Regions from separate parts of the Zea mays genome. Here regions 1, 2 and 4 are each linked to region 3. A link is a contact called in public Hi-C data. All regions are on one chromosome and are shown on one strand. Each heading gives the region's core, a stretch centred on a gene start, on an enhancer-like site or on the middle of the called end of the contact. The rest is flanking DNA. Distances are from core to core; before and after follow the strand shown. Region 1 holds the start of LOC100384163 (DUF506 family protein). Region 2 holds the start of LOC100382134. Region 3 holds the start of LOC100285148 (uclacyanin-2). Region 4 holds the start of LOC103654012 (aspartyl protease family protein At5g10770).

Region 1 (4,433 bases), core at 31-2,530, 200 kb before region 3:
TCAGGTTTCCGTAGGCACCAACGCGTCCTGGAGGTCGGCGATTAGTTCTCCCGCCATTTTGATGAGAACATCATTTATCTCCATTGCCGTCTTGCCGAGCTAGCGCAGCCGCAGCAACCACCTGGGCGGCTGCGCCGGCAGAGGTCCATCGAGCATGGCAACAGACTCCTGCAACGCAATTTCAACATGTGTCTTGGGTCGATTTTTGGCGAGGCGTGCACTGCGACGTACCGTTGACATGTCCAGGACTCGGCGCGGTTGCTGTACTGCTTGTGGCGCATTCCGTGGGCTGGGCATGCTCCGAAGGTGTGGTGGTGAAGAACGTAGCAACACCTGTTGATATTTGTTCCTCCATTGTGAGGACTGCCACATCACTTAGTATTTTTGAAGATTTGGACCTGCAACCCTAAACCTTCGAGAACTCAACTGAGAAACAATAAAAAATTCAAGACCTTTAGGCCCAGTTTTTAACAATTTGGTTTATAGAAATTGAGATGGTTTCAAACAAATCAGTTTATGACTTAGATTATAGAAATTATATTTTCAGTTTCTTAAAAATTGGTCTCTTCTACCTAAAAGATACTTAAAAATTAGGTTGCTTCGGAATAGGGCCTTAGTGGGTTGCTTTCGAACAGGGTCTTAGTCGGGCACATTTTACTCTTTTATATTCTCGATATAGGGAGTGTTTGAATGTATTAGAGCTAATAATTAGTTGACTAAAAAATGCTAGTGGAATTAGCTAGCTAACAAATAACTAACTAAATATTAACTAATTTACTAAAAATAGCTAATAATTGCTAGGGTGTTTGGATGTCTTTAACTAATTTTAGCCACTAACTATTAGCTAGTGCATTCAAACACCCCTATAATATGGAGACTGCTCTAGAATTTCTGCGGAGCAATGTACTAGTACCTTACAATCATGAGCGATGTACCTGGACGCATTGTGTTTGATTGAACGTTCATTGCAAATTTCCTTGGGGGGAAACAAAGCAACCCTTTGTTCATGAATCATGACACTACTATGACAGTGATAGTGACAGTGTACGTGAAGTGACCAGTGAGCAGTGTGACTTCTTCATCATACAACTGGAGTACGGTGACGAGCGCTCATACACAACACGGATTTTACATGATGCGTCCAATTCATCGCACCTGGACATATGGAAGCTGTATACGATGAACCTGGACACGTTTACAGTCAGGCTCTATCTCCGCCCAGTCCGCACGCCCACCGAAACATACATAACAGCACAACCGTCGTGGAACTACACGCCAATCGCCAAGTAGGGCAGGCCGAGTTTGCAACAGCCGGCACAAACAACCACCCACACACCCATACAATTGGTGCTTCACGTTCCACCAACCGAGGCCTTGATCAGCGCAGCAATCGGCGTGGTGACAATGGAGTTCTTCCCGGGTGCGTACAAGAAGGCAACAGCGGCGCTCGACGAGGCGGCGAGGGCGCGGCTACGGGGCCCGTTCATCAGCGACACCGTCGCGCCATCGCCGGCGCCGTCCGGCGGCGCTGCGGACGCCGACGACGATCTGATGGATTCGGTCGACGAGTTCTACAACGGATACGGCGAGCACGGCACGGACGGCGGCGCCGTCGCCAAGGATGCCGTGGCGTCCCGGGCTACGGAGTGGAAGGAAGCTTTGCGATTGACGCTGGCGGATGCGGCGGCCGACGCGGCAGCCGTACGGATCCGCGCCGAGGCGGAGCGCATTGTCCGAGACGCCGGGCCAGCCGCCGTTGGCGGCGGCGGCGGGATTAGGAAGCACCTTGTGGAGCGGCTCCGTGCGAGGGGTTACGACGCCCGTAATAATGCTCTACTGCTCTGCAGTTCTCATTTTTCAATATCATATATACAACACGGGACATTAACATTCCTTTTTGTGCTCGGCTCGGGCATTCATTCAAGCAGGTCTCTGCAGATCGTCGTGGGGAAGAACCAGCAGCATCGCCGCGCCGGGCACGTACGAGTACGTGGACGTGACAGTGGGCTCGCCGCCGCCGCTGCCGTCAGCTCGCTACATCGTGGAGGTAAACGTGGCAGCCGAATTCGAGGTCGCGAGGCCGAGCGCCGAGTACCAGGACCTCCTCTCCTCCCTGCCGCCAGTGCTCGTGTCGAGTCCACCAGCTCTGAAGGAACTCGCCGCGGCAATGTGCGCCGCAGCGGCGGAGTCCATCCGCGGCGCGGGCATGCACGTGCCGCCGTGGAGGCGCGCGTCGTACGTGCAGGCCAAATGGTCCGCGCGGTTCGAGAGAACGGAAGCCGCGGCACCGGTGGCGGCGGCGACGGGGCCACGCGCTGAAGGAGGACCGAGGGCAGCAGCGCGTGCCCGGCGGCCTGGCGTGGGGAAGAATTGCGGAATGGAGATGGGACGCCGGCAGGGGGTCATGGGGCGGGAGGCACTGGTGAGAGTGAGGCCCTTGTTCAGAGGATTCTGAGTTGTGACGTGGCAGGAAGGATCGCGGGAGGGAGGATTGTTCAGGCTTTCAGAGGCCTCTTTGTTTTCGGTAGCAGTATTCTCTTGGGCCATGAATTATGTAGAATTCGTATGACTCATATTTTGGCGTGAGGGTTAAAAAATCATATTGAACTTACTGTATATGGCTGTACATTTTGGTTCCATGATTGAATTCGTAGGTAGTACCAACATGTATATGGGATATGGTAAGACATCTTTATGTCATCCTATTAAATTGTAACAGATGCTGTGATAAAAAAAACTAATGATACTATTTTCTATTATGTTATTTCAATTACAGTATCATGTTATCTTTTTCTTAGTTACCATTCTAATTAATAAACATAAAACCAAGTCAGCTCAACAATAAATTAGCACAATAAGTCATACAACTGTCAAGTCTCTCTCTTTCTATTTCACCGAGTACTCGTAAGTTGCTACATTTCCTATAAATTATATAAGTAGATTTTATTAAAATGTGATAGTTGTTCAAACATGGTTTAAACCTTTACCATAAGCAGCCGAAAGACTTGAACGGCGTACGAGGATCATATACTTCAATCAATGACATGACAACCGCGTTGCACTCACACCTGGTAGCGTTGCTTGCATAGGCTATTGTCTTAGACTATTCGTAACCGTTACCCCTAAATTTTTTCCCCTATATCACTTTTCCCCCTATTTTTCTCCCTATTTTTTTATCTCCCACAACAGTTCCCCCTAAATACTCCCTCTATATCCCACTACCACTATAAAATATCATTTTCTATACCAACTATCAATTTTTTATCTACTAACAATTACTCGTGGATCTACAGCATAGTGTTTGGGGGATGAACAGTGACACGCTATATCTGGGGGGAGAGAGAAGGGGGCCGGCACGTAGGGGGCGCCGTAGGAGGCACCGCTGCGGCCGTAGAGTGTCCCCTACGCGCCACATGCAAGGGGAGGGGGCTGCCAAGGGGGTAGCGTTGCGCATAGCCTTACTTGTGTCGATGCCTGTTTGCACGGGCATATCATTGGTGTACGAGTGTACATGTGCAAATGGGCAAGACCTGCTAGATGACCCCAGCACGCTGTAGCTTGGCCAGAGCTCAGTCCGACACATTGTTTACCGGGCCCGTATCAACACCGTACCGTATTTGGGCCTTAGGTGCGGCACAACGAGTTAGGCCTGACATGACCCAACTTTATTCCCCCGTTTTCAATAAAAATATCTATATTATGGTTGGGTATAGAATATAAAACATAAAACATATGTGTTTTTTTCTAAGAAAAACATCGTGTTTTGTGTTTTGTTTTAAATTATATTATGTAAATGAAAAGCTGATACGGTGATGATGTGGATGTAGTCCGACGATAAAGGATGTGCACTAGAGCATTATGGTAGATAAGGACCGACGATGGTCGATAGCATAATCGGTGGTGTGGTCGGTAGCTGACATGGCAGACGCTATAGACTGCTAGGATTGGATCCAGGCTAAGGCGAATTCCAACCTCTTCGGGTTATATCAAACGACACATCAGTTATCGATCAGTCTGTATCGATTATCGATAGCTCTTATCTACCACAATATGCTCCAGTGTACAACCTTTACCGACACCCTATAGCCACTTCAGTGCCACATCTGTTTTTTGAGAGACAGTTAGTTGATATAAAACATAGTGTTTTATTGAAATAAAAACATATCTAATATTGTCGGCGTTTTGACCCCAGGGGGGTCCCTGGACCGACGAGTAAATTGTCGCCGCGTGCCCCAGGGTCGGCGCGAGACGGAGCGCGAAGGGGGGAAATGGAGCAGGAGGGAGACATGCGTAAAAGGGGAAACCCGCGACCTTCGTGTTTGTCCCGCGCCCAGGTTGGGTGCGCTTGCAGTAGGGGGTTACAAGCGTCCGCGTGGGAGAGAGCGAGAGGCTTATGCGCGCCGTCCCGTCCTTCCCCGCGCGGCCAACCCTCT
Region 2 (4,251 bases), core at 178-2,677, 250 kb before region 3:
TTTTTCTCGACCTGTTTTAAGTTTGGTGTCTTTCTTGAGACTTCACGTCGAAACCACGAGTCCACGATGGTGTACATACAGTGCCTTTGCCTTTCTATTTATTTACATGCACTGTGAGCGAGAACGCAAACAGCTCGTTCTTTAACATGGTGGCCGGGATAAATTTTAGCTTTTGTCTCTCATATTCATATGGGGTCGTTTATGGTTTTATCTCAGCGCTAAAGCAAAATATGCAGTCATGCAGACATGCAAAATATGCAGCCTCCGTATAATCACCGCCAAACCAGTATGCATGGAAAACCTTCACCTTGGGCCTTGGGCAAGCTGATAGCTGCCTACATTGGCACTCTTGTGACTTTCTTTCCACCAGTTCCTATATTCGCTGTTGCAGTGTTGCTTCTTCACATTTGGCCCTACGATCCTCTCGACTTTTGCGTGTTCTTCAGTAAAACCTACGTACGGCCGTATGAGTGAGCTGACCTATGCCCTCCGTGACAGGCGAGGCGAACCTGAGAATGCCCAGCCGAAACGTCAACGCTACGCCTACGCCGGGTACAGTGCACTTGCACGCGAGCATCGTTCTCATGGGGGTCACTGTCTCACTTGCTGGCTCAGAGGCTCACTGCACTCCTGCTGTGCTGAGCAGTGCACTGAGACAGCCCGCGTCGGGGACAGGCGGACAGCAGTACAGCGCTTGCCCCGCTTGTTTCGCGAATTGGCGGTCCGGCCGCATCCAGCCAGAAAAACCTCGCGCATGAGCACGAGCCCGCTCATGCAGGTACGGTCGTCGCTGTCTGAATTCTCCCATAAAATCGTGGTCGGCTCGCTGGCGTGGCGCCGCTCGCGCGGACAGCGCAGATCCGGACGACCGGTGCCTGCCCGCTCCACTGTGCCTTCCGCGCACGGCCAAAGCGACGAGGACACGGAGTGCTGTGCCGACGAGCTGCAGCTGCGGCGGCGCTGCCTGGGAGCGTGTGCAGTGCAGTTCCGCCGACTGCCGTGCCGAGCCTCGGCTGAGGCGTGGGCCGGCCGGTCCCCGCGTCAGGACGCTAGGCCGCGCTAGCAGGGTACCCACCTGATTTTCGGGCGTGGTGCTGGGAGCATTTGGCAAGTTCCGTCTCGTGTCGTCGTGTGTCGCATGCGGCATGCATTGCCAGCGATCGATGGACGTCCTGGTCCTCCGTCCAAGTCCTTGATGAGACGCATCGAGGGGTGGTAGGTATCCAATGGCTCTGGTGATCGGCCGTTCCATGGCTGCGCAATGCCATCGCATTCGCCTGAGCGTGGGTGTCTTTTTTTTTTTGTGGCTTCCTGGAGTGGAGCGTGCCGTGCGTTCCCTGTTCTTGCCTACGGACCCCCAAAATAACGCGGCTTGCATCGCGATTGAGAGAGGGAGGGAGAGGGAGGAATGAGTGATTGGATTATTGGAATTTTGCGGTGACCGGCCGGTGCAGGCTGGCCTTGTGTTTGACCAGAAACATGAACGACAAAGATGCACCGCTACCAACATTGCTAGCTTTGTACAAATACTATATTGCGGTTTCTCGTAGATATACCTAATAAACCATTTTATATAATCTAATGTATCTACGTCTTATATCTTATTTACTATAACCCCTCCAAATATGACTTATTTATGTGTGTTGTATATGTGCAACCGTATATAGACTTAGAAAATTATGCTACAGACATTTTTTCACCAAGATACCATCTCTTATATTTTTTTATACTTATCCCTCCGTACTCTTTAATACACAAAGCAATTATATGGGTTGTATATGCCCTAATACCACTTGACATGATTTAGCGAAGTGAAGGGCAGCAGTAGTACGTTATGTGTGCCGGTCTTTCGAGTCTTCGATCTCTTCTAACTTATGCTCCAATTCGTCAATGTAGAGGGGTACGTTGTTCTTAACTTGAGTACCAAACTAGCTACGATTAGTTTCCGCCTATCTTTGTAATCTTTGTATCAGATGTTAGCTAGTATAGTTAGGGTAGGGATGGAAACGGCTCACAAATGCTAAAACCATTTTCGTTTTCATTTTTTTACCAGAAACAAGATAAAAAAATGATAACTCCGGATACGGAAACGAAATCGGTATTTTGAAAACATCAGAAACGAAAGTTCGTAACGAAAAATGCATCGGTAACTGTCGAAATTTAAATATGATTGATAAACATAACAATATTAAAATATCTCAATATAACGATATCAAAATATAACAATATCACAATTATCACAAGTTGAAAACATAATAAGTTCACAATCTACAAGTTCACAAAGATCATAAGTTGACAAGTTCATAATTCACATGCTTGACAAGTTCGCAATATAACAAGTATACAAAGATCACAAGTTCACAAATCACAACACAACAAGTTCACAAAGATCGCAAGTTCAAATACTCACATTTCACAAGTTGACAAGTTTACGAAGGTCACAAGTTCACAATATTCCGATAACCGATTTCGTTTTCAAAAATTACCCTTACCAGCGAATCCGGTCGAAAAACTGAAAACAATTTCTAGAATTCCAAATAAATCTAGAAACTATTTTCGTACATACCAGACTTTGTTATTAATTCTGAGACCTAAATTAGGTAATTTCCGACTAATTTCGATATCCGAAGGAAACGATCGGTAAAAGCCACACTGATTACGATACAAAATTCCGATAACCGATTCTGTTTCCGTAAATTACCCTTACCGGTGAATTCGAATAAAAAAAATGGTTTCCTAAATTCCAAAAAATATGAAACCGTTTTCATACATACCGGGCTTTATTATTAATTTTGGACAATTATGAGACCTAGATTCAGTAAATTTGGACTAATTTCGGTAACTAAAGAAAAGAGTCGATAAAACACCACACTGATTTCGATACAATATTCTGATAACAGGTGATTTGGATCGAAAAAAATAAAAAAAACACTTTTATAAATTCCGAAAACGTTTTCATACCTACCAAGCTTTATTATTAATTCCGAGACCTAAATTTGGTAAATTTCGACTAATTTCGATAACCAAAAGAAACAATTGGTAGAACACCACAGTGATTTCAATACAAGATTTCGATAACCGATTCTGTTTCTAAAAATTAATGTTACCGGTGAATCAGATTAAAAAAATCGAAAACGGATTCTAAAATCATTGTTTCCTAAGTACAGTACATGCCCTCCCTATATGTTTTTGCTCCTTTGTTGGTTGTTGCATATGAGGAAAGTATGCTACAGTGTGGCTGGGAATTATAGATTTGATGGCTCCCATGAATATATGGCAGCACATGTCCCACCTTGAACTAGAGAGAACGATAATCATTTGGTAATTTGGAAAGTGGTTTTACAAGTGGCATTAAAAGTTGGGGAGTCAAAATATTAATAAATGGATGAAGATCGGTAAGGCATCCAAGCATAGAGCAAGTATATTAAGAGGCTATAATCTAGCTAAATGCTAAGGTGGAGGAGAGAGAAGAAGTAGGTTGTAAACTTATAGCCGACTTCGACATAAGAGAGGGACAAATAAAGTCTTACATTAATAGTGAAGAGTTAACCACTATACAAATAGACTAAATGGCAGGCTACATGAATCCTTACACAACCAGATTAGCTTTATTATTAAACTTGCTTAAGTTTAATGATATCTAGTGGGGCTCCACTCTTCAATTCTTAACCCCACCCCTACCCCACATCACTTGATTTCTTATGAAGTTATTCTTGGTCTAAACATTTAAACGGATTAAACAATGGCCTAACATTTAGCTATTTATTCAGGCCAAAAGAAATCATGACCTTTAAGTGAAAGGGGTGAATTAGACAACCTATTTCACAAACCAAGCTCTCTAATTTTTTTATAGTTAAAACTTATGTAATAAACAAATTATATGTTGAGAATAACCTCAGTCTTGATCAGAAGCCGGGAAGACGAGACCGCGGGAGGAGATAACGATAGCACCTATGCACGCGAGCCCGCTTGACAAGGATACCACATAAACCTATGCCACCCGATACAACCAATCCGACCTGCCGAAAAAACCCGATCCGACCTATACGACGGATAGATACGAGTCATAATTTTTGATCCGTAATAATTCGTAGATTAAGTACGGGACATGATTTTTTAAGCAAAATCTGATCCAACTAAAAAAACTCGATCCAAATCAAAAAAATCTGACCAAAACCAAGAAAACCCGACCCGACCGCGTTTAATCGAGAGAGAGACGAACCAACCTGATCCAACCCAACACTGTGCACG
Region 3 (3,911 bases), core at 909-3,408:
CATACCCGCCTCGGTCTTCTCCGCTGGGACGGTCATGGACTCGGGCACGGTCATCACGCGGCTGCCGCCGACCGCCTACTCGGCGCTGTCGTCGGCGTTCAAGGCCGGGATGAAGCAGTACCCGCCGGCGCAGCCGAGCGGCATCCTCGACACCTGCTTTGACTTCAGCGGCCAGTCCAGCGTCAGCATACCGTCCGTCGCGCTAGTCTTCTCCGGGGGCGCCGTTGTCAGCCTCGACGCCAGCGGCATCATCCTCAGCAACTGCCTCGCCTTCGCGGGCAACAGCGACGACAGCTCCTTGGGCATCATCGGCAACGTGCAGCAGCGGACGTTCGAGGTGCTGTACGACGTTGGCCGGGGCGTCGTGGGGTTCAGGGCTGGGGCGTGCTGATCGATCGTGATCGGCGCAAGGACATTGACAATACCGGCCGGGAGTACGTACTGTGCTCGTTTGGGTTGCGAGTGCAACGTAAATGGAAGAAGTGCAAAACATATACATACTACTTCGATTTTAATTATCTTTGCGATAGCATGCAATAACGTCATGCATGCAAGTGTGCAAACTACTAAAAGCTAAAAGATAATCTTAATGTCACCTGATTGATGACTATAAAAGATTAATGATATATTATTGTATTGCGCTTGGTGCGATGATTAATTATGGTGTATACAGCCTTTTGGGCGAGCTAATGTTCCTTATATATTACTCACTCCGTCTCAAAATATAGTTCTCTTGTAGTCCATTTTTTCTGTTCACATTTATGATAATGAATATAGATATATATATAAACTACATTTATATGCTGTATCTGTATCTGACGAACGCTCAGATCCGAACACACAATTGATTAGTGAACATTGACTGAATAATTAAACTTTTTAACCAAATTGTTTTCGATTCTTCCTTTTTTAAATTCATCCATTCGGCATTAATCTAATAATAGTAGAGCAGAGGGTAAATGGTGGCTTCAAGTTCGAATAAAAAATCAAAAATGTAATAAGAAAACGAGATTAAAATCCCAATTAGCCTTAGAGCATGGCAAGAACTCCATTTATTTGAAATTACCAAGTCTTTAACATAAAGAGCATGCGGACTCGGCCCAGTGGCCCAACCATTCCTAACCGACACGCGTATACCTCCTAGATCTCGACAAGCTAACATTACTTCCTAAACTGACGGCGCACTAAGTACATGAATGCAGAAAACAGACTTCTAAGTTTAATCAAGCCACCACGGACGACAGGGTGATGGCACAGGCAACCAAGAGCACAAGCCCAACTGCAACGGACGACACGAGCACGCGCCTAGACGCACCGCTGGCCTGCGGCAGCGGGCTCGGGCTCGGGCTCGGGCTCGGAGAAGTGGAACTGGAACCGGAGCCGGAGCCGGCCGGCGAGGTGGCCGGGCTGGGCGCGCCTGATCTGCCACTGCCACTCGCGGTTGGCGGCGTCGCCGGCGCCGCCACAGGGGCGCCGCGCGGTGCGGAGGCGCCGGGCCTGATGACCCGCACGATCATCCGCTGTCCCGCCTCGCAGTGGCCTGCGACGCCGCTGACGAAGTAGACGGGGCCGTAGCGGTCCAGCGCGAACTTGGTGTCGCCGCCGGTGAACCGGCCCAGCGGCGTCTCCGTGCTGCACTGCTTGTAGTCGTCGTGCGCCACCAGCAGCACCGAGTCGTTGGCGCCGTACTTGAAGTCTGCATGCATGCACCACGACCACGTACGCGCGCGGCGTCGGCGTCGACGACGCGCCGTGTCGATCAAACACGCGCGCATTCCGACAGAGGTTAGTTACAGGCACGGTACGACAAGAGTAATTAATTAAGTGTGCGCGTATCACTGTCACATACCCAGGACGTCGCCGACCTGGAACCGGTTCCTCTTGGCCCAGTGGTTGTACGTCTCGGTGCCGTTCGCCGGCACCGTCCACCCGCGCTCGTCGCCGACTTGGAACACCGCCGGCGGCGGCAGCGACGACACCGATGCCACGAGGAGGGCGCAGGAGACGGCGAAGTAGTGGAGGGTGGTGTACGACATTGCCATTGTAGCGGTAGCGGATCGATGGAGCCCTACGCGCGCGATCGGATCACGCGGCGTGCGTGGGCGAATGGACGAACGGTGCTGCTCTAGAGAACTGGTGTGTTCGGCGCGTGTGTGAGCACTGACCAGTGCGTGGGGCGGGGTGTTTATATAGACCTAGATAGGCGGATCGGAAGGGAGCGGCGCCGGCGCGCGCGCGAGAGAGAGAGCGAGATGGTGGATACGTGGAGTGGTGGACCGCGTACGTGCGAAATGCTTGGGGTAGTTGGAGTCGTGGAGAAGAGGCAGAGCCGTTGATTAGAGCTTCCCGGTGCCCATTTGGACGGTCCGTGACTGCCGCGGTAAGAGGCGCGGCGGAGAGGTTGGTGCGTGCCAGTGTCAGTGCCAGTTCAGGTCTCAGCCTTGATTTTGTTACCGCCGGACTCACAAACCAGTCGATGGTGCGAAGCAAAACCGCACGCATTGCATGGTTGGGCTCAGCTTTCTTTTAGGCCAAATATATTTAAATTGTAAAAAAAAAGCTAGATGCTGCCGGCGTGGAGGAAGACGTGGCGCGAGCGGGTGGGAAGCGAGCTGACCGGCTCAGGCGAGCGGCGAGCGCGTGGGCCAGAAGGTGGTCTTGGCCTCGACTTCACGGGCCGCCTTATGCGGCCCAACGAGATTCACAGCCTCACGCAGCAGGTGAAACTCCCGTTCTCTTGTTAGTAGGATGTTCTGAGCTCAATGAAACGTTGTATGTCAATCGGTATCAGTAGTTTGTATGATTCTCAAGTGAGCAATAGTTTATCTGAAGCAGCTGGCCGATCATAATATTTCGAATTATGGAGCATCTACTAAATGTGTTTGAAGATCTCATAATTTGGTAAACTAGGTAGCCAGGACTAATGATTGAACCGATGCCCTTTTCCTAAAATCATTATATTTGAACTGCCTGTGCAAAGGTTGTTAAGTGTAAACTGATCACAAAGTGCAGATTTGCTAGAGAAACGAGAATGCGCCATTAGATTACAAAACCACACATAGTCTCATTTTTAGTAATTGGCAGTTTTTAAGCCGCCGCCTAGGCAGTAATTAACGGCGTCACACGCGAACCAGTCCAACCAGCCCAAAAGCGTCATCCTTGCCTAGTTATTCCTGGGTCATTGAAAAAGCGACCAAGCCTTATATCTAAGCATTTCAAGGTAGTAAAGAAAACCTTGTATATCTTACAGGAGTTAAAGCAGATGCTGAGACAGTGCCTGATGATCTAGACATTTCGAAAATTTGTCTCTGTACCCGTTATATGCCTTTGAAAAAAGTTCCAATATGCCCATAGATTGTGGCGTTGTCTTCTGTAGTTTACAGACCTTGGTTGTGAGTTATTGTCTCACAACACAATTAAATATTGAAAATTTCAACAAAAAAAGAGAAAAAGTTACCATGGTTGTGCGCATGTACTGGACAAGTGTGGGCAATGTATTTATATTTGTGCCTGTCATAGGGTACTACCACAAATTTTGATTGCCTTCACATATGGATGGTCTTGTGTTGTCTCACGAACACGATGTCTTCTACTGGAACTTAACCTTAAATGGGCAATTCTCGGTAAAATCACATTACTTGGCCTTGACGAGTCCCCTTTGAAAATTAAAATGTTCTTATGGTTTTTGCGGCGTGGAGTAATCCTCACAAAAGATAATTTAGCTAAGTAAAGCTAGAAAGAAGGCTTAGATTGTGTCTTTTGTCATAAGCAGGAAGCTATTAATCATCTGTTTTTGAATGTCGCTTGGCCTGGTCGGTCTGAGGCATTTTTCAGTTGGTTACAGGTTTTGGTCAACCAAAAAATGTGGATAATTTGTTTGGGTCTTGGGCTCGCGACTTCACTAAAAATGG
Region 4 (4,526 bases), core at 504-3,003, 130 kb before region 3:
GAATCATTCTCACACACTTGGATGTGTTCTCTAGCAACCATATGTGAGTAGAGGCCCAACACTAAGCTCAACACTTGGGAAACACATGCTCGAGGTGCTCTCTTTTGAACCAGTTTGGCCACCCTCTCTATTTATATAGAGAGCAAAAAAACTAGTTGTTGGGGGGTTTTCAACCTCCACCTTGGAATTTCTGGCACACTATCCTCAGGTATTCTGGAGCAACTCAAACTAATGTTAACGGTAGGTCAATATGGTCAACATGCGCATGCACTCCCACCTTAGAATTCCTGGCCACCCCACCTCAAAAGTTATAAGGGGCATAATTTTTGGTCTGGGGAAGGCACTCACATGAAAGCAAAGTTTAGAAATTTGGGAGATTGTTCAGAATTTTCGAGCAAGACTTACCAGTCGAATAAAACATCCACAACTTCTTCACCCAAACTTCGATTTCGATGATCTTGGACTTTGGATAGATTACTAAAAGAGATACACAACCCACTTAAATAAGAGATATGAAACACAATAGGTCAACTTAGAATTCCAACTGCAAGATCCAACCCTAAGTTAGGAGCATACCCAAAAGACTTTTCCAAAGCATGCCAACACATGATCTCCCACAGGATGATCAACACCTTTAAGCCTTAGTTAGCATTTCAAACCATTTTCCAAAAGTTTTTCTCACAACTTTCAATCGCCACTTGAACCTAGCAACATATACAAAATTAGATCACTCAGCGGCTCTAGATGATAGATATCCAAACAAGTTTACCCGCCTCAATAGTACGACCATCTATCCTAAATCCGGCCATACACTTCTCTACACAACTTTTTTGATCAGTGAAATTAAATGCCCTGCAATTCGTACCTTTGACATGCACATTCCATTCCATCTCTTCAAACGATGACGCTACACATGCACAACCTCTATCATCAAATGATGAACAATGATCACCCATTGGTGTATTCAACCATGTTACCTTTGATCTTTGCACATAACATGAAGTTTCTCCATCATCCTTCATCAAATGATGAACAACGATCATCCATAGTATAGCCAATCGTGCTACCTTGGATCATAGCACGAAGTTTCTCCATCATCCTTCATCAAATGATGAACGCTGATCATGCATAGTGTAGCCAACCATGCTACATTTGATCATTGAACATAGCATAAAGTTACTCCATCGTTCTTCATCAGGCCACTTGATCATCAACACAAATCAACACTTGGTTGATATCCCTTTAATAATATGATCCACTTCATGTCATCACATGACCTTATTATCCATTGATTATAACTTCACTTCCTCTTCACCATTGCACTTGGTCTATCGGTGCCAAGTCCTTTCTCTAGGTTCATCACCACACGATCCATCGCATCTAATCCTCTAACTTGCCCTTCACACTAGCAACCCACCCGATCTATCGTAGCTAAGTCATGTTCCTTGATCTTCTCCGCCCTAACCAGATAACATAATTCCATGTCTCATATACAATAAGCTCCTTCATCACACTCGTACCCAGAAGACAAGTTTGCTGAAATTTGCAAGGCCCAAGTACATACAACAGACGATGGAAGTTCAATCAAAGTGACCTGATCGAGTACGTCCAAAATTGACTGGTGTTATGTTGGATCATAGGTCAATTCGATTGGTCTCGGTCAGTTGTATGGACTTGGCTTGGGATCGATCATGCAAGATGTCCGGTGCTGGAGGACCTACCGAAAAAGACCATTTGTTGGTTCGCATCGCATCGTGCATTCGTGCTATCGTGCCCAAGAGCTGGCCGCGCCGGTGGCCGTGGGCGCGACACCGATGGGAGAAAAGAATCAGTATAGACAACACGGGCAGCAGCGACTCTGCCAGTCCGCCTACCGCGAACCGCGCCAAAGGACCAAGAATTCCACAGGTTTTAGATGATGGGCTCGCCCTCCGGCGCACTTGGTCATGTCGCGCGTCGCACTCGCTCCGCCGAGGACGGCGGGCCGATTTGTCCTCCTTATTTAGGCACCGTCTTTTGTCCCCATCCGAGCCGAACCAAGGCGCCATGGGCTCCCCCGTGGTGCGGCACGCGCTCCTCTTGTCACTCCTCTGCGCCGGAGCACTCGGTTTCTTGCTCTGCTGCCATGGCGCCGCGGTAGCGCCGGCCTACGTCACCGTCTCCGCCGCCAGCTTCGCGCCGTCCTCAACGTGCAGCGCCTCCGACCCAGGTATTGCCAGCCAGCCTGATCAATTGTTTCAGTTTCTCTTTCCGCTGTGTGTGTGTGTGTTTGTTGGGACTTGGGAGCTTCGGTTTCGATAGGCGTTGATTCGCTGGCTGGAATTCGGCGATGTTTCAGTTGCGCCGCAGCAGAACGACACGTTCACCGTGCTGCGGCTGACGCACCGGCACGGGCCGTGCGCCCCCTTGCGGGCGTCCTCCCTGGCGGCCCCGTCGGTCGCTGACACGCTGCGCGCGGACCAGCGCCGGGCGGAGCACATACTGAGGAGGGTGTCGGGGCGCGGCGCGCCTCAGCTGTGGGACTATAAGGCGGCGGCGGCGACGGTGCCGGCGAACTGGGGGTACGACATCGGCACGTCCAACTACGTGGTGACGGCGAGCCTCGGCACGCCGGGCATGGCGCAGACGCTGGAGGTGGACACCGGCAGCGACCTGTCGTGGGTGCAGTGCAAGCCGTGCGCGGCCCCGTCGTGCTACAGGCAGAAGGACCCGCTCTTCGACCCCGCCCAGTCGTCGTCCTACGCCGCCGTGCCGTGCGGTAGGTCCGCGTGCGCGGGGCTGGGCATCTACGCGTCCGCCTGCTCGGCGGCGCAGTGCGGCTACGTGGTCAGCTACGGCGACGGGTCGAACACCACGGGCGTGTACAGCTCCGACACGCTGACTCTGGCGGCGAACGCCACGGTGCAGGGCTTCTTGTTCGGCTGCGGGCACGCGCAGAGCGGCGGGCTGTTCACCGGCATCGACGGGCTTCTCGGATTCGGCCGCGAGCAGCCGTCGCTCGTGCAGCAGACGGCGGGCGCGTACGGCGGGGTCTTCTCCTACTGCCTCCCGACGAAGTCGTCCACCACGGGGTACCTGACGCTGGGCGGGCCGTCCGGCGTAGCGCCGGGCTTCTCCACGACGCAGCTGCTGCCGTCGCCGAACGCGCCGACATACTACGTTGTGATGCTGACGGGCATCAGCGTCGGCGGGCAGCCGCTGAGCGTGCCCGCGTCGGCGTTCGCCGCCGGGACGGTGGTGGACACCGGCACGGTCATCACCCGCCTGCCCCCGGCCGCGTACGCGGCGCTGCGGTCCGCGTTCCGCAGCGGCATGGCCTCGTACCCGTCCGCGCCGCCGATCGGGATCCTGGACACGTGCTACAGCTTCGCTGGGTACGGCACCGTGAACCTCACGAGTGTGGCGCTCACGTTCAGCAGCGGCGCGACCATGACGCTGGGCGCCGACGGGATCATGTCGTTCGGCTGCCTCGCGTTCGCGTCCAGCGGCAGTGACGGTAGCATGGCCATCCTCGGCAACGTTCAGCAGCGTTCGTTCGAGGTGCGAATCGACGGCTCCTCCGTCGGGTTCAGACCCAGCTCTTGCTGATCCATCTACTCACCGATTAACAGCCGTCGACTTCTGATTACACATTACTGCTAGTTGTAAGTACAGCAAGTATATGCGTGTACGCACGTAAGTACACGAACGTATAGATATATGTACATGACAGTACAGACAATACATGTGAGTATATACCGTACACTGTCACTGATACATAGTAGCGGTGAAAGTTCTTTAGTTGCTGGAATTAAGAGGCTTAAGGGGATGTTTGAATGCACTAGAGCTAATAGTTGGTGGCTAAAATTAGTTGAAGACATCCAAACACTCTAGCTAGTAGTTCAACTATTAGCTATTTTTAAGTAAATTAGGGGGTGTTTGAATGCACTAGAGATAATAGTTAGTGACTAAAATTAGTTGAGACATCCAAACACCTTAGCTAATAGTTTATCTATTAGCTATTTTTGGTAAATTAGTTAATAGTTAGGTAGTTATTTGTTAGCTAGCTAATTCTACTAATAATTTTTAGCCAACTAACTATTACTTCTAATACATTCAAACAACCCCTTAGTTAATAGTTACTATCAATTTGTTAGCTAGCTAATTCCACTAATAATTTTTTAGCTAACTAATTATTAGCTCTAGTGCATTCAAACACACCCTAAACGTGTTGACACATCACACATTCCAATTGATTCGACGTTGCTTTATACAAGGTGGTCTATTATCAATTTATCATTGCTTTACGCACTGTTAGAAATAGAGATGCCAATGGAAACAATCCGATACCCATTAACACGTGGGGAATTAGAGGTGCGGCCTAATAGACAATAAACGCAACAACTAACACTGCCTCTCTCAACTCTCTAAAGCACGTATTCACCCAACCTAAGCGGCCAGCGGCCAGCCGCCCCACCCACCAGTCCATGTGTCACTTTGTTTTCCCGGTTTGTATGGTTAAACAATATTTTTCTTGTTACGTGTTA

The links. A called contact is a pair of places that touch in the nucleus more often than the background predicts.
Region 1: a contact with region 3 is called in a Hi-C map of root tip, with 6 times the contacts expected there. The contact joins the promoter of LOC100384163 here to the promoter of LOC100285148 in region 3. A contact is called at or near these places in 8 of 25 Hi-C or Micro-C datasets (bundle sheath, ear, leaf and 3 more) and 2 of 3 datasets of contacts at active chromatin or transcription factors (leaf and seedling).
Region 2: a contact with region 3 is called in a Hi-C map of tassel, with 2.6 times the contacts expected there. The contact joins the promoter of LOC100382134 here to the promoter of LOC100285148 in region 3. A contact is called at or near these places in 3 of 25 Hi-C or Micro-C datasets (ear, leaf and tassel).
Region 4: a contact with region 3 is called in a Hi-C map of leaf, with 6 times the contacts expected there. The contact joins the promoter of LOC103654012 here to the promoter of LOC100285148 in region 3. A contact is called at or near these places in 3 of 25 Hi-C or Micro-C datasets (leaf and tassel).

Annotation. Positions count from the first base shown.
Region 1 is chr4:168,976,532-168,980,964 of Zm-B73-REFERENCE-NAM-5.0, forward strand. LOC100384163 (DUF506 family protein) reads left to right here and starts at 1,281. Exons shown (of 2, transcript NM_001176741.1): 1 at 1,281-1,822; 2 at 1,929-2,762. The coding sequence starts at 1,405. The coding sequence ends at 2,455.
Region 2 is chr4:168,928,815-168,933,065 of Zm-B73-REFERENCE-NAM-5.0, forward strand. LOC100382134 reads right to left here and starts at 1,428. Exons shown (of 1, transcript NM_001174895.1): 1 at 1-1,428. The coding sequence starts at 1,378. The coding sequence ends at 620. LOC103654011 (BAG family molecular chaperone regulator 5, mitochondrial) reads left to right here and starts at 4,080. Exons shown (of 1, transcript XM_008680837.4): 1 at 4,080-4,251.
Region 3 is chr4:169,174,118-169,178,028 of Zm-B73-REFERENCE-NAM-5.0, forward strand. It overlaps LOC100285148 (uclacyanin-2), which reads right to left and starts at 2,159. Exons shown (of 2, transcript NM_001279696.3): 1 at 1,850-2,159; 2 at 1,038-1,696. The coding sequence starts at 2,042. The coding sequence ends at 1,224. It overlaps LOC100283965 (aspartic proteinase nepenthesin-2), which reads left to right. Exons shown (of 2, transcript NM_001156863.2): 2 at 1-794. The coding sequence ends at 391.
Region 4 is chr4:169,042,387-169,046,912 of Zm-B73-REFERENCE-NAM-5.0, forward strand. LOC103654012 (aspartyl protease family protein At5g10770) reads left to right here and starts at 1,754. Exons shown (of 2, transcript XM_008680838.4): 1 at 1,754-2,209; 2 at 2,339-3,780. The coding sequence starts at 2,047. The coding sequence ends at 3,588.